Linked DNA regions of Arachis hypogaea: region 2 is linked to region 1. The links are chromatin contacts, called in public Hi-C maps. All regions are on one chromosome and are shown on one strand. Each heading gives the region's core, a stretch centred on a gene start, on an enhancer-like site or on the middle of the called end of the contact. The rest is flanking DNA. Distances are from core to core; before and after follow the strand shown.

Region 1 (4,482 bases), core at 746-3,245:
TAATTGAAAAACCATAATCTTAATATAATCTAACGATACTAAATTAATATATTTTCATAAATATATTTGTTCAACCTCTAATTGGATATGCTAGGTGTTATGTATATCTATATCATTAACTGTTGATAAAAATTTATATGTGATGAGTGATTGAAAGACAAAAATAATTAATTTATAATTTTTAAAGGACTAATCTAATTGATAAAATCTTTCAAAGACAAGTTTAAAGAACGAGTAATCTTTTAAGATTAATTTAATAATAATAATAATAATAATTTTTCCCATAGGGTATTTTCGGTGAGATTATCCATTGGACTTGAATAAGAATAACAAGTGCTAAAATACTTGAATAAGAATGAAAAAAAAAAAAGTCACGTTAATTAATTTTCTCTATGCTACTTTAATTTATTATGATGATGTAATTATTAGTCAATAAGCAAGAAATAAACAATTACGGTATTAAAGATTATTCCATTAATTATCAAGTTTACATTTAAAAAAAAAAAAAGTATGTATCTCAGTGCATAATAAACCTATCTAAGATAATCAACCACGTGAAATATGAAAGATCTAAACAGTTAGAATATCGAAATCCCTTGCCTAAGTTAACCATTTACTAACTCAAATTAAATGATCATGTGATCAAGACAGTGTTGGATTCTCATTTTTTAAAGGCCTTATGGCTATCGAATCTTCCATTTAATTTTTTTTCTTAAATTATGTCCACGTTAGTTTGATGCATTATGGAAACCAACCCCTTAAAAATAAAAATAAAATAAAAAAGATAAGGCTTTTCAAGTAACCACCTTTAATATTATTTCTTTATGAGTACCATGGTCTTGCTAATAAGTGTCTATTGATACTATACATATAATATTTTCATAGAAAATGATGTAAATTTATTTTATATATTTTTTTTGAAAAATTATATATTAAATGTATTTTCATTTTTGTTAATACTAAAAAGATAAAAAAAAATTATTTTATTTAATATTTATTAATTATTATAATAATTAATAAATAATAAATACTAAATAAAATAAATTCAAACTGTTTTTGACAATTTAGTTGGTTACTTTCTATTTTATATTCAAGACATGCCAATAATGGAAAGTTTGGAAACCAAACATGAGGAGGGTTCTTTATTTTTATTTTTTAAAAAGACTTTTCAAGAAACCAGCTCAATTATTTTTCTTTTGCAAGTAAACATGTCAGACTGTAAGAGTAGTGACAAATTGGGAAAAAATTAAAATAAAAAACACCCTTACATGTGGGGCTAATTTTTGTTTTTATATAAAAAAATATTAGTATTTTTGTGAAAAATAAAATTATTTAGAATTACAATTAAATAAATTTTGTAGGTAGAGAATCAACACGTAAGGATATGTTGTTCACATGGTAACATTTATGCGTGTTGAATACGTGATAATATTCTGACTAATACGTGAAAATATGTTAAATAATTTCTACAATACTATAATACACTAATAAAACATCACCTATTAAAAATAATTTCTGTACATGAAAATTTGGTACCCATCAATTGAATTCGTCAAAATTAAGATGTATCTCAAAATTCAATAAGTAATTTTAAATATATATTTATAAATCGTCTTTCCAAATTGGAATCTTATGTTAGCCACCATGATTTCTTTAGACCCATTTTATTTTATTAGAAACTTAATTAAGAATATCCATCTTCTGCTTGGTCATAATTAAACAACTTCCTAGTTTTCTTGATTTGTCCTATATCTTTTGTAATTTCGAGGCGTGAGAATGATTACGTGTATGTGAGACAAATGCTAATCATAATGAAAACTTGCTATTACTAATTATTTATATTCCCGGGGTCCATTATAAAATGTTATTATTATTAATACTTGTCTTTTTTTTTTCTCCAAATTAAAATACCAATTAAATAAGACTTCCATTCCACAAGCCAATGCTACTGTTCATGTCAGTGGTTGAATCATAGCATTAAAAAAAAAACATTATTTTGTAATATTATTGTACCATATATAGTGTTTACTAAAGTGGTAATGCATATGTGTGGCGTATTTGGAATAATTAACAATATAAAAATCAGTAATTATAAAATACTTCAATTTGTGTTGAAATAGTGAATTTGATATTTTAACTTCCATTATAAACAAGAATCCCAAAACAATAATTCATGTTGAAGTGTCACATCTAATAATACATTTCAAGAGCTATGTTCCTAAGTCTTAACTCCTAACTCCTAATTAGGGTAAAAATAGGACAGGCTTTATTTTTAATAGGTCTGGTCTATCATGTAATTGATTGACTTGAGTCTGATTTGCAGTTTGTTATAAATTTTTTTTAAAGTACTAAATTTAATTTGTTATTCATTTTGGATTGGCCTGAAGCTTGTTAAAAAGTCTGCTAATTTTTTTTTACAAAAATAAAAATATTATTTTAAAAAAATATTTTTTAATAAACATATTTGTATGTAAAATATTATATTTAATATTTATAAGAATTTTTAAACTTTAAAGTATTTAAAATATACAAAACTATTTATAATTAAATATAATAAATTTAAAATATCTCATAATTTTATTAATAATAAAAAAATTATTTATATATGTAATTATATATTAAAAGGTTCAGACAGACCTGACAGGTTAGATCAGGCTAATTAGTGAAACTGGACCTGACCTATTAACATAATAAAGTTTTTATAACAGTCTAAGTCTATGCCTATTTTATAATAGACCAGGTCAAGTCAGACGAAACACAGACCAGGTTACAGGCCCCTGACAGGTCACCTAGCCTTTTTCCACCCCTAACTCCTAAGCCTCTCTAGAGCATTTACATTCCTATAGCTAAGAATATTATTAGGCTTTATTTTGAGTTGTTAGTTAATTCTTAATACACACATGACACAACTAAACAAGGCAAGCAAGAAAAATGGTAGAAATTTTCTTCATCTTTTATAAGAAACTATAATTAAGACCCTAATAATAATGGGTCTAGTTGGACAATCAAATTCATTCCTAGTATTATTGCTACCTATGGTAGAGATATGGCCTATTATAAGATATGTTCATTCCTCATTACTCATAAGAAAGGACATAATATAGGATAAGATTCTAATTCCTTCATTATCATCCTAACAAGTCATTATTATCTAAAACATTAATGCAAAAAATAAAAAGAAAATAAACCTAAGAGGAAGACAAGGACAAATGGTGTATTAGTCTTTGCCCATGCTTGTGGAACACCAATTGGCTGTGGATGTTTTATTATAACTAATAACAAAAGTGAGTAATTACTTTTTTGAACATCAAAGTACATATGGTTTTCTTGATTTTTTTTTTTTTTTACAAATAAACCAACGTTAGATTTCTACTCTTACAAAGTATAATTGTCTAAAAATATAAAATAACATCGTGATCTCCAAAAATTTGCTTCATCCGAAAATTAAATGCTTTTGCCCCCTAAAAAAAATATCTGAACTTTTTAACATACATTTACTAAAGAATTTATTTATTATACTAATAAAATTTAACTCCTATTTTTTTTTAGATTTATTTATTTCACTCCAAAAATATCATAAATCAAATCAATGCATAAAAAATAAATGCATTTTAATACTATTAAGTTAACTAAAATTAATAAAACGAAATTCGTATTAGACAACTTCACTTATTTTAGTCGAAATCCGGTTATTTAGGACATGATCAAGTCTGATCATAAAAAAAAAACTTTCAAATAAAATATATCAAAATGATTCCTAAAATATGCATTTTGGTAAAAAAAAATTTAGGAATTACCATATTTTTTAATAAAGTCTATTCAACCTTTTCTAAAAGAATATGTAGTTTATTTTTTATAATATGCCAATTTTTTATTAGTTAATATTTTAATTTAATTATTAACTATATTAATAACTTGAGTTGTTTAAATTTAACTAAAATTAATATTTTAACTATAATAGAATTAATTGTAATTAATTTATGGGATAAGTACTTTTTTCGTCCCTAAGATTTGAGGTCAAAATTAAAATCGTCTCCGACCTTTTTTTGTTATTAAAATTATCCTCAACGTTACAAAATGTTATAAAATCGTCCTTTTTTATTTTATTTTACCAAATTACTCTTATCAATTAATAAAAATAATATTAAAAAATAAAAATAAAACCCCACCCCATGTCTCTTCAGTGTCTTCCCTCCCCATCCCCTTCTTTCAACCATTTCTGCTCTCATGGACCCCTCACCGCCACCGCCATCTTATCTTCTGCCCCCCTCCACCTGCACCCCCACTCCCTTATCTCTTCCCTTTCTTCTCTCTCCATCCAAGCAGAAAATCTCACAACAAACTCAGATTATGCAATACAAACAGAAATTTCAGTTCACACAGAAGAAGAAGATGAAGAAGACGCAGAAGAAGAATCAGATTTCTGTTTCCTAGTCCAACCATAGCAGCAACAAGCAAAATCAACAGAAATGGCAGTTCAAG
Region 2 (4,482 bases), core at 1,206-3,705, 43 kb after region 1:
AATATTAATGTATTGAAAACATTAAAAAAAATCCGTTTTTTCTAAGAGAATTTTTTATTGTTTGTTATATCTGTTAACTAATGTTTTTAGAGTATTTATTAGTATGATAATTATAAAATGTCTTTGTCACTTCTCCTAGTGTGTTGTGCACTAAGCAAAAGGCTATTTCTCACTTTCTTTCTCCTTTATGTTAGGCATCTTTTTTTTTTTTAATTCCTTTGGTGGAAGAAATTGATCATTATTTTTCATAAAAAATTGATAATGAAGAATACATTATGCCTAATACAAACAATGTTGGGAAGGACCATATGTAAGTCACTGAAATATGCCTGAAAATATAACATGAATGTTCCTTTTCTCTTTTTTTTTTTTTTGGAAAGGAATGTTCCTTTTCATTTTTGGACCATGGTATTGAAAGACAACATTTACAAGGGCCCATTTTTAGGTAGATGGGCCCAAAAAATGGACCGCATCCTACCAAAAAATTAGAAATGAATCCTACTATAAAAATTTTACTTAAACAGAGTAAATACAGAGAACTTTTGTCCCAAAAAGAAAGGAAAAAACGTTTCACCGCAGAACTCAAGGATTATTTTTTTTTAAATAAACATTTGAAACATTTTATTTACCGAGCTAATTTAGATACAATTTATGTTTTTGTATTCTATTACTTATCTCATTACACAAGAATATAAACTATATCCAAATTATTTATATAGATAAATAAAAAATATTTAAAATATTTATTTAAAAAAAATTCAGAACCAAAAAGAGAAACAAATAAAGAAAAATTTTCTAATAGTAATAGTAATAAAGTTTAAAAAATTTTATTACTAGTAATAATTTTAGTACATATTCTTAACTAAGTCTTTCTTTTAAATGGTTCTTTATGATACTAATTCTTATGATTTAAGTCACAACGATAAATATAGCTAAGGTACCAATACCCTAGTTTATAAGGGTACCCAATGAAAAAAAAAAAAAAGTAAAGCAAAGAAGAATAGAAGATTTTAGTTACTAATCAACAAAAAAATAATAATATAATAATGAAATCAAATTAGCTGATAATAGTAAGTACAATAGTCAAGGTTCAAATTCTAAACAATACAAACTCCAAAAGCAAACTAATAAGCAATCAACAAAAATGAAAAATAAAAATAAACAACTAATGATAATTAACTAACAACTAAACTAATAAGAATCTGTCACCACATAATAACAAGAACAATAATTCATGGTGCTAAAACTAGCACAACTACAAAGGTGACAAGAAGAGCCATAAATGCTGAACCAATCATCATGAAACGTGATGTGGATGAAGAAGCATTGGAGCCATGATAATGATGATGATAATAGGGTGAAGGAGCTAGTTCTGATGATGAGGAAGCGTCTTCGGTTGGCGCAGGGGACGCGGCTGGCCGAAAAATTGCCATGTGTTGTGGTGATATAACTTCCACAATAAGTTTTTGCCCATTATGGCAGTGATTCTCTGTTCCACTTATGAAGTAGAAGAAACCGGACCTATCAAGAATCACTGTGCTGTTTCCATCATCATAAGATGTTATGGGATTATTTGGATCACAATGGAAGTACTTCCATTTTTCAACAACTAGAACTGAGTCATTTTGGTACTCAAATACTGCACAATGAAATTAATTTAAGGAGAAAACAACATCATCAATTAGTAGTAATAATTAATGCAAATAACATTATTCTGGAAACACTCGAGAGAGAAAAAAAACATGTAATTTGGATTCAATTTTTTAGGTATATTAAATCAACCATTAAATTAATTATTCGGCCTAGAATATACATTAAAAATATAAAAAATAACACATAATCTCATTTTTAATAGTAAAAACTAAAAATCTTATAAACTAAATAAAGTACATCTCTCTATTATTAATTTTTGTAAAGAAGAGAGTTTAACACAATAAATTAGAACCAATAGAGAACAATGCAAAAAAAATAACTAAAAAAAAATAAACCTATCCCGTTATTATTTTTAGTATTGTCATCAACAATAAAAAGATCTACACCACTCTCGACCTTATAGCTAATAAGATTTAAAATTCATTTTATATGAATCTCAATTCTATTTTAGTAGTAAAAATTGAAAAAAAAAAAAACAGAGTATGAACCATATATATAATACAAAGATGAAGAGGTGATTGAAGAGAAAATAAGCTTACCGAGAGAGTCACCAATTTGGAATCTGTTCATTTGAGCCCATTGAATGTAATATGAAATATTATTGGGGCCAGGTTCATGCCATCCCAAGTGATCACCAACTTTGAAATCTCTAGCACCTTCAACAGCTGAACTAGCACCCAAGAAAATTATCATCGTCATAATCATGCAGCTACACACTACTCCAAAATGTTGTGAAGCCATGTTAGTAATACAAATTGTTTTTTGGTGACTATGCTAGTAACACAAATGGTTCTGAATTTCTGATGATGATAACTAAAATGCAAAATGCAAGGTACTCGTAATATATAACAAACAGGGTTGCAGTGTAAACGTATATAGTAGCGGTTATTACTTATTATAGGTAGTTTTCAAATTTAACGTGTATGTGAGGACCGAGAATGTGGCTAAACGTGGCAACAACAACAATCATTCAATTAAGATCAAAGGATTAACTGAAATTTTTGTTATTCAAAACTGAAAATTCCAATTCAAATTCACACTAAGAGTTGATTGGTGTGTGAAAATATGTTTTGTTTTAGTTTTATTTTTTTTAATAATTTTATTTTTAATACATTTTAGAAAATATGATTAGTTTGTGAAAAGAAAATTCATTTTTAAGTATCAAAAATAATAAAAATGTTTTGTTGGTTTAGTTTTAAATTATAGTTTTAATAGTTTAAAATTACAAAACTATATTTTTATTAAAGGTACGACATTAGTTATTTAATTTTTTATTAAATTAACAATTAATTTTTATACGGTATTAATATGGAATAAATTACTATCTTATTATACTATTTTAAAAAATTTGGTATCTCTTATACATATGTGATTTTATATTTTTTATGAAACTATATAACAACAAAAAATATCAATCGAACAAAAAAATTATTATCAATATTTTTAAGTTTTTATGTATTCTTTTAATTTTTATTATCGATATTTTTATAATTGATTGTCGATTTAAAAAATTATTTTCATAAAAAAATTATTATTTTATACAAAAAAATGAAGGTAAAAAATAAAGAAATTTAATAAATACATGTTAATTTAAAAAGTACGTACTCAATCTTAAATAAAATAAAAAACTCAATAAATATATATTTTAATTATAATTAAAGTTCTATTTTTTTAATTACTTTATCTATATATTCAAAGATACAAAAATTAAGCCTAAAATAAGAGATAATACTCAATTTAGTCCCTGGAGTTTCCATTTAGTCTATGAAGTTTTAATTGCTTCTATTTAGTCCCCAAACTTTGTGAACATAACTCATGTTAGTCCTTGAAACAATTTTCAACGTACAAACGTTAACGGAACATTGTTGTGACAACCGGATCCATACTAAACTTTGTAAAATGATGTCGTTTTGGTTTTAGCACTCAAATAACCTAAAAACAACATCGTAAATGGTATTTATTAAAATTTTACCTAATAAAATAAGTAATACAATGCCGTTTTTGAGCTATTTAAATGTCAAAACCCTGCATCATTTTACAAGTTTTAACGTGACATGTGATAGTCTACAGCAGCGCTCTATTAACGTTTTTATACTAAAAATGGTCTCAGGAACTAATATGAGGCATGTTTATAAATTTCGGGGACTAAATAGAGGCAATTGAAACCTCAAGGACTAAATTAAGACTCGCGTGTAAGTTCAGGGACCAAATTGAGTATTATCTCCTAAAATAAAAAATTGAAATGGTCAAATAAAATTAAAAAAATTCATCTTTTTAAAGAAATGTATGTATAAATTAGTGAAAAATAATGGATATCCATAGAAAAAGACAGAAGAGAACGAACAAAGCGTGACAAAAAAAATGAGTAGAAGAGATTGAAACCTTTATCCGAATCCAAAAATATCGTGTTTTAGTTTGAAAACGTTTTCAAGAGTTAAGATTGAAAACATAAAAATAGCATTTTTAACTTTATTCTATCTTTTTAAAATTATTTTTATTAAAAGTATTTTTAAAATATTTTATAAATTATATTTTCATGTCTTATTTTTATTTTTATCGAAAATCAAAATGAAAACGCTTAATCCAATGAAACCGGAAGTTAGGTGCAAGGCAAATAACAAATTCTTTTAACAAAATAGAATTTGTTTCTTGGAGCTTGTTGGGTTCGAGCCTGTAGACCTTTAAGAACTTTTTAAAGGCCTATTTGCCAATGAAAAAACGTAAAATAGAGTTGCACCAACAGGCCCTATGAACTATGATCACTCATTTATTGTTTACAATGATTCTATCACTTTTGCGGAGGCAAAAGAGGAAGAGTTGTTCCAAATT

The links. A called contact is a pair of places that touch in the nucleus more often than the background predicts.
Region 2: a Hi-C map of an unstated tissue shows a contact between it and region 1, with 4 times the contacts expected there. The contact joins the promoter of LOC112779722 here to the enhancer-like site in region 1. A contact is called at or near these places in 2 of 8 Hi-C or Micro-C datasets (leaf and an unstated tissue).

What each region holds. Positions count from the first base shown.
Region 1 is chr19:4,638,701-4,643,182 of arahy.Tifrunner.gnm2.J5K5, forward strand. No RefSeq gene overlaps it. Among protein-coding and RNA genes, the nearest start is that of LOC112777714, 6.1 kb to the right of the region's middle. Within about 2 kb of position 1,996, at least 2 of the 3 cell types and tissues checked have open chromatin away from gene starts, as enhancers often do.
Region 2 is chr19:4,681,446-4,685,927 of arahy.Tifrunner.gnm2.J5K5, forward strand. LOC112779722 (early nodulin-like protein 7) reads right to left here and starts at 2,456. Exons shown (of 2, transcript XM_025824057.3): 1 at 2,193-2,456; 2 at 1,019-1,639. The coding sequence starts at 2,394. The coding sequence ends at 1,233.